Linked DNA regions of Lactuca sativa: region 1 is linked to region 2. The links are chromatin contacts, called in public Hi-C maps. All regions are on one chromosome and are shown on one strand. Each heading gives the region's core, a stretch centred on a gene start, on an enhancer-like site or on the middle of the called end of the contact. The rest is flanking DNA. Distances are from core to core; before and after follow the strand shown. Region 1 holds the start of LOC111883031 (BAG family molecular chaperone regulator 5, mitochondrial). Region 2 holds the start of LOC111883006 (alkaline ceramidase).

Evidence for each region. Hi-C and Micro-C count contacts between places; a contact is called where the count stands out from the background.
Region 1: a contact with region 2 is called in a Hi-C map of leaf, with 4 times the contacts expected there. The contact joins the promoter of LOC111883031 here to the promoter of LOC111883006 in region 2. A contact is called at or near these places in 2 of 4 Hi-C or Micro-C datasets (leaf and seed).

What each region holds. Positions count from the first base shown.
Region 1 is chr4:102,146,133-102,149,547 of Lsat_Salinas_v11, forward strand. LOC111883031 (BAG family molecular chaperone regulator 5, mitochondrial) reads left to right here and starts at 1,718. Exons shown (of 1, transcript XM_023879390.3): 1 at 1,718-2,877. The coding sequence starts at 1,866. The coding sequence ends at 2,501.
Region 2 is chr4:101,904,404-101,907,633 of Lsat_Salinas_v11, forward strand. LOC111883006 (alkaline ceramidase) reads left to right here and starts at 1,526. Exons shown (of 4, transcript XM_023879375.3): 1 at 1,526-1,756; 2 at 2,546-2,695; 3 at 2,771-3,120; 4 at 3,206-3,230. The coding sequence starts at 2,867.

The sequences.
Region 1 (3,415 bases), core at 468-2,967, 240 kb after region 2:
ATATATATATATATATATATATATATATATATATATATATATATATATAAAGCTGCGATTTTTTCAAAAAAAATTTCAAATTTTTTTTTGTGATCTCTAAGTATTTTTTTATGCATTTTTTTTTTTAATTTAAAGGTTTTTTTTGTTCTCCAAATAACCCTTCCCTATATATATATATATATATATATATATATATATATATATATATATATATATATATATATATATATATATATATATATATATATGATTTTCTAGCAAGGTAAAAAGTATTTTTTTCGACATATTTTTTTGCCGAACAAAACAAATTAATCACTAGATGAATAAAAAATAACATGATTAACAAAAAAAAGTCCTGAAAAAACGTTTTGATGATTCATTTTTACGATAATTTTTTTTTAATATTCACTAAAATTGTAATAAAATGATTTTTTCTTGATTTACATTAAAATTAATCATGAAAGTGTTTTTTTATGATGTTTTTCTTGTGAATCATCTTATTTTTGAATTATGTAATTATTTATTTCGTTTGTTTGCTAAAAAATTATACATATACAAATTTTCTTATCTATCTATCAAAATTTTCCTTCTTATGTTATCTTGGTTATATATATAAAGATTTGTATGTTTGTGATATTTTAGATATAATATATATTTAAAAAACGATTAAACAAATAATTGTGTTTACATAATATTTTAAATAGATGATGACATATCAATTATTTTTTTTTGAAAACGATATTATAACAAATTTACTATTGAAAATATAATATAATTAAAGATTAAAATTAATTTAATAATAAATCTCCCAATTTTTATTAAGTAATAAGATGGTTTTAACTAAGGGTGAGCTAAAACTTCACCACTAACCGTAAATACAGTTAATCTATTTTCAAAACCGCTTGGTGCGGTTATTTTTGTGGTATAGTTACATGGTTATTTTTGCGATGAGATTTTGTTTTTTCTGTGTTGCGCTTATTAACCAAATGGATTTGGTGTGGTTATTTTGTGTGTTTTTTAACTACAATTTAGAGTTCAAACGGTTTTAAGAGTTCAAACATATTACTTAGGGAGATGATTTGTACACAACAATTGCTGCTTTAAAATATTGTATTGTGCAACTCAGTAATGCATAAATTGTTGTGTATGACAAAAAATTGTTGTGTACGAATTACTTCCCAATTACTTATAGTAAAAAAAAAACATAAGGTATAAGACATTTAACTTAAATTACAAACAATTAATATCTTAAAAAGATCAAATCAATATTAATTAACAATAATTTCTTAAAATTGTCTAATTTCATCATTTTTCAAAGATAAACATAAAAAAAACCAAAACTTTTATCTTCTAGTATTTTATTTATCTTTTATTCATAAAACTTGTTTTACTTTTAATATTTAATATATTAGTAATTAATAAAAAAAGTTGTATATAATATATGCGATGCGGTGCGGTTTTTTTTACGATTTTTGAAAACTAATAACCTCACCGCACCGCAAATTTGTGGTTTTTGAAAAAACATAAAACTTAACCATTGGTTTTTATTACTGTTGCGATTTATCAGTTGCGGTTTATGCAGTCTTTGCGATTAGCTTTATTTGCGGTGCGTTTTTTTTTATCAGTTTTAACATTGATGATGTTTTAAGTCCACCTCACTGAAGACGAAAATCATTTTCAAAGTTTTAGTTTTATTTTCGTAATATATGTGACGAAAGAATGACGATCCATTAAAATAAGAACGGTCACGTGACCAACGAATAAATAATTACCGACACCTGTTCCGTAATATCAGAAAAATACGATCCTCATCACTCTCTTTTCACACTTCGATCACCATCAATCTCTGTGCAGTGCTTTCTGCCATGAAATCTTCACGAAGAACCCGATTGTACTCTTCCTCTTCATCCTACTCCGCCGACACCACCACCACCACCACCGTCACTTACGCCTTCGAAGATAACAATTTTAACGCTAATCCCCAAACCACTTCCACCGAAACCCCTATCACTTTTCACCTCTCTGATCGTCAATCCACCGCTGCTATTAAGATTCAATCAGCTTACAGATCTCATGCAATCCGCAACTTAATCAACAAGGTAAGAGCCGTCGATTCCCAAGCCGATAAACTACAACGACTGATCCAAATGCAGGATACAGTTGATGCGGTGCGAAGCAACAATCGGGAACGAATCAAGATCAATGAGGCGTTGATGAAGTTATTATTTACGCTTGATTCGGTTCCTGGGATTGACCCGACAGTGAGAGAATTCAGGAGAAGTGTTAGTCGACGGATCGTTGGGTTGCAAGAGATCTTAGACTCTATATGTGAAGCAAGAGAGGCGAATTGGGATGGGTTTTTGAGGGATTGGGACGACGTAATTGTGGGGATCGAACAAGAGATTTGTAGAGAGAAAGGCGGATCTGATGTTCATGAATTTGAGAGATTTTGCGCAGAGCATCTAGGGTTTCAGTGCTTACAGAGATTTCTTCGTCAATGAGGCGCAGGTGATGTTTATTTTGATTCAGTTTCTACAAATTGAATTAAAATCTATTTGGCACATCAATATTTTAAACTTACAGATGAATTTACATGTATAATGCCATTATCCAATAGAAATTGGAAGAACTTAGAAGAAAGTTTATATAACATAGCTTATATCCTCAGACGAAGTTTTTGTGTAGTCAGAAGCTTTTTGATTGCGACTTTTGGATTTTGAGAAGTCCCAAATTCTTGGGGTATGTAATAAATCATATAGGAATTAGGGTAGATATGATAAAGATAAAGACAATGATGTAATTCAATGTCCAAAACTTTAAAGACTTTCATAAGTTCTGGTTTCTTGAACAAAAGGAATTTTATCATATATTTGGATGTTTATTAATGTAAGAAGGTGAGGTCATATTACATGCATAACAAATATTAGGGTGTATACTAATATGCACCAAGGTGAGACAATAATATATGCATCATGATGATTTAGAAACATGAAAGAATGTAATTAACTGACACATGATTTCATATTGGTTGGAATATATGTGTATTGAGATTATGTTGCTGAAAATACTAGGGACATAATTAGTCGGAAATGAAAATATGAAATTAAATTGTCCTAGAACCTATGGGTTCTGTGTTTGTATCTATGTGTAAGTAAATTCATATGTAAATGAATGTGTATAAATGTGTATGTGTATGTGTATGTATGTATATGTGTATGCATGTGCATATAAATTCATGTGTATATATATATATATATATATATATATATATATATATATATGTGTGTGTGTGTGTGTGTGTATGTATTCATGTGTATGTTTATGCATGTTTTAAGTCATCAGGAAATGGATAGTTTAGGTAAAACCGTAAAAAGGACCAAAATTAAAAAAAAAAAAAAAATTGAAGGACCCAGGA
Region 2 (3,230 bases), core at 276-2,775:
CGAGTGGCTAATATGTGTTATGTGTGGTATTTTGGGGAACTCACTAAGCTTCGTGCTTACAGTGTTTTGTTTTATGTGTTTCAGGTTTCTCTCAGGATCACGGGACGGCACCGGCTCGATTGTACACACCAAAGAAAGAGTCATATTTTGAGGATCCTGGTTTATTATGCAAGTGAAAATGGAGTTATGTTTTGTAATTCGATTATGAATGAGATTTTAAGCAAAGTGTTTTTTTTGAATTAAACGATTATTTTTAAATGAAAAATTGCTTTGAAATTTTCGGTGTTACAGTAAGTCAATAACTGTTTGTTAAATTTTTAACAGCATTAGACCTTAACAGTTCTGTTAAACAACATTGGACCTTAAAAATAAGTAAAAGTTATTTTATGGAAATCTTCAAGAAACGTTTCTTATTATCGATTAACTTCATATATGACGACTCGGGTGCTACATTTGACCCTTACTAATCAAGAAATTTTATCTAATGAAAAGTTTCTTAACAACTTTGGCCCTTAACAAAACTCTCCTGCTAAAGAAGATGATAATAACAACAAAATCAACAAGCATTGAGGGACAAAATTAGCAAACATCAAACAAATCATCATTCTAAATAGGATGTTAATTAACACTATCAATTTTGAAGTGACAAATGTTTAGTTTGTATGAAAAGGTATAAAATTGTTGCAAATAATATCGTCGAATGAAACCGTAATAACATAAATGAGATACCATGGATCCATGCATGTTTTATCTGATATTAGAGGTCTGGGGTTCAAGTCTCGGTGGAGACATAAGTGGTTATTTAGGATTAGATTAGTTAGTTTGCCGTTTAAAAAAAAAAAAAAAAAAAATCTGATGATCATATCCCTGTGCGCCCCACTTCATTTTTGTTCAATCATCGGAGGTATCGGTGGATGGTGGTGTTTGAGTAATTAGGGCAAAAAAGTAAATGACATGCTTGTTTGACAAAAGGGTAATAACATTCAATGATGTTACAAAGTTTAAATGAGAACCGGTTATGTGGCCTAGTATAACCGGGAGAATTGTTTAAAATTGAAACAAAATTATAAACTTTATAATTTAATTGAAAAAAAAAATAACACATTGTAAAAATCAAACTTTTTTACAAAGTTAGTTTCTTTTTATACAATTTTTCCAAAGAAATATCACAATATTTATCATTATAAACCAATTACGTTTCAAAAACTGAATATCCTAATTTTTGTAACTTAAATAATAAAAGTTGAAACATCATTATTGTTATTTAAATGGAAAAAACGAGTAAAATGAGAACAAAATAATAATTAAGTAAAACAAAATAAGATATTCAAATGAAAAGCGTTTTTTCTTCCTTAAAGCCCTTTTGGTTATTCTCAAAAGTTACTTGATCTAAATTTAATAATCAAAATAAATATAGTCATTTATAGTAAAATTAATTTATATGTAGCCCATTTTTTCTTTTCTATGTAGATACATCTAAACATTAAAAAGTGATAAATGGGAAATAAATTCTTTTGAGAAACAAAGAATTTTCCAATTTGAACTACAGCGCACGTAGTCACGTCGCCTCCCATCTTGGATTTCCCTATAAAAAGGACACCGTGGTCCTCCTAGACGGTCGTCGTTATCTATCGCTCCGATCCAATCCCTAATTCAGATACAACTTACGAGCGTAGATCAGAGACGAAAACCTGTGATCTACGTACACGTAGATACATTTTGAGATTAAAGAACGAGAGATCTAATGCGAATGCAGGTCGGTTTTTCTTTTTTCTTGTTTGTTTTCGGAGTTACTCATGAATTTGTATGCAATTAGCTGAGATTTTTCTTCCTTTTAGACTATTTATTTATATCAAGAAGTTGTATATTTGAAGTGGTTGTAGCTGTGGCTTAATCGTGCATGATATAGTAATAATTGTATGACTGGATCTGGGATCAGGTTGAAGTTCTGAGAGATGGTTTAGGTATTTGTTGGGATTTTGTTATGATATCGCTAAACCCTAATTTGGAATACTTTGTGATGAAGTTGAAGGTCTTTTTTTGTGTTTGTGTGATAATATTTTGACTTTAGGGTATATTCGGAGCTCCGTTTCCACGGATTAGACTTTTGAATCAGAGCAAATAAGTTGAGGTTTTTAACTAACTGGGATTCATTTCAATTCTATGCCTCAAATTCCGATCTCCCAAGTACTGCTTCAAGTATTTCACAACTAGCTTATGGTTTTAGGGATTTACTTTGTTGGATTTCAAGTTGTAAAGGGCGTTTAGTATAAAGAAGTGAAAAGAACTACAGCTTCGGAAGATTATACTCCCTCTCTTCCACAATAAATTCTATCAGATTTGACATTGATCCTTTGTTAATTTCTTGAAAAGCACAAACCTGTCACATATACTTTAATCCCAACAAGCCAAGACGAGTGTCTTAATTTGAGAGGGATACTTTTATCGATGTTGATTTTCTTATAAATAAAGGACTAGTGGAATTACTTTTGATCTCCACCTGTTGTCTGATTAAGTGCCACTCTTTTATCTATTGTCACTTCAGTTCTTAGTTTTTCCCCAATAAGGAAAAAGTTATGCGTTGTATTCTGATGCTTAATGATTATGATGCTGAAAGCTGAATAAAGATGATATAAAGTCGAGTGAAAGTATGCTACTTACTTTTGTTAGTGGAGGTGTTATGACTTTTGTAGCAGTTAAGATTCTTTCTATTCATTGAATAGCTAGTTGAAGTTTATAAAGATTAATTATTTCCCCCCTTTTTTTGTAGGTAAAATCGGTTGCTGGTTTTGATAGTTACAACTACATTTCAAAGGGTGATGATATAGTTAATGTGTGGTGACAAGATATAAGTTTGTTCTTCTATATGGCAGATAGTATATCGAGTTTTTGGGGCCCAGTCACTTCCTCCCATGAATGGTGTGAAAAGAATTACATTTATTCTTCTTATGTAGCCGAGTTTTACAACACCATATCAAATGTTCCAAGCATTCTTTTAGCCTTAATTGGGCTTTTTAGCTCATTACTACAACGCTTCGAGAAAAGGTTTAGTGTTCTTCACTTGTCAAACATGGCACTTGCTCTCGGAAGTGTCATGTATCATGCCACCTTGCAACACGTGTAAGCACTCTCACTTCCTTTTTATTCATCTTAAGGGCAAAATGGTCATTTCACAATGAATGAAAGTAGGTTGCTATTAATGTAGGCAACAACAAAGTGATGAAACGCCA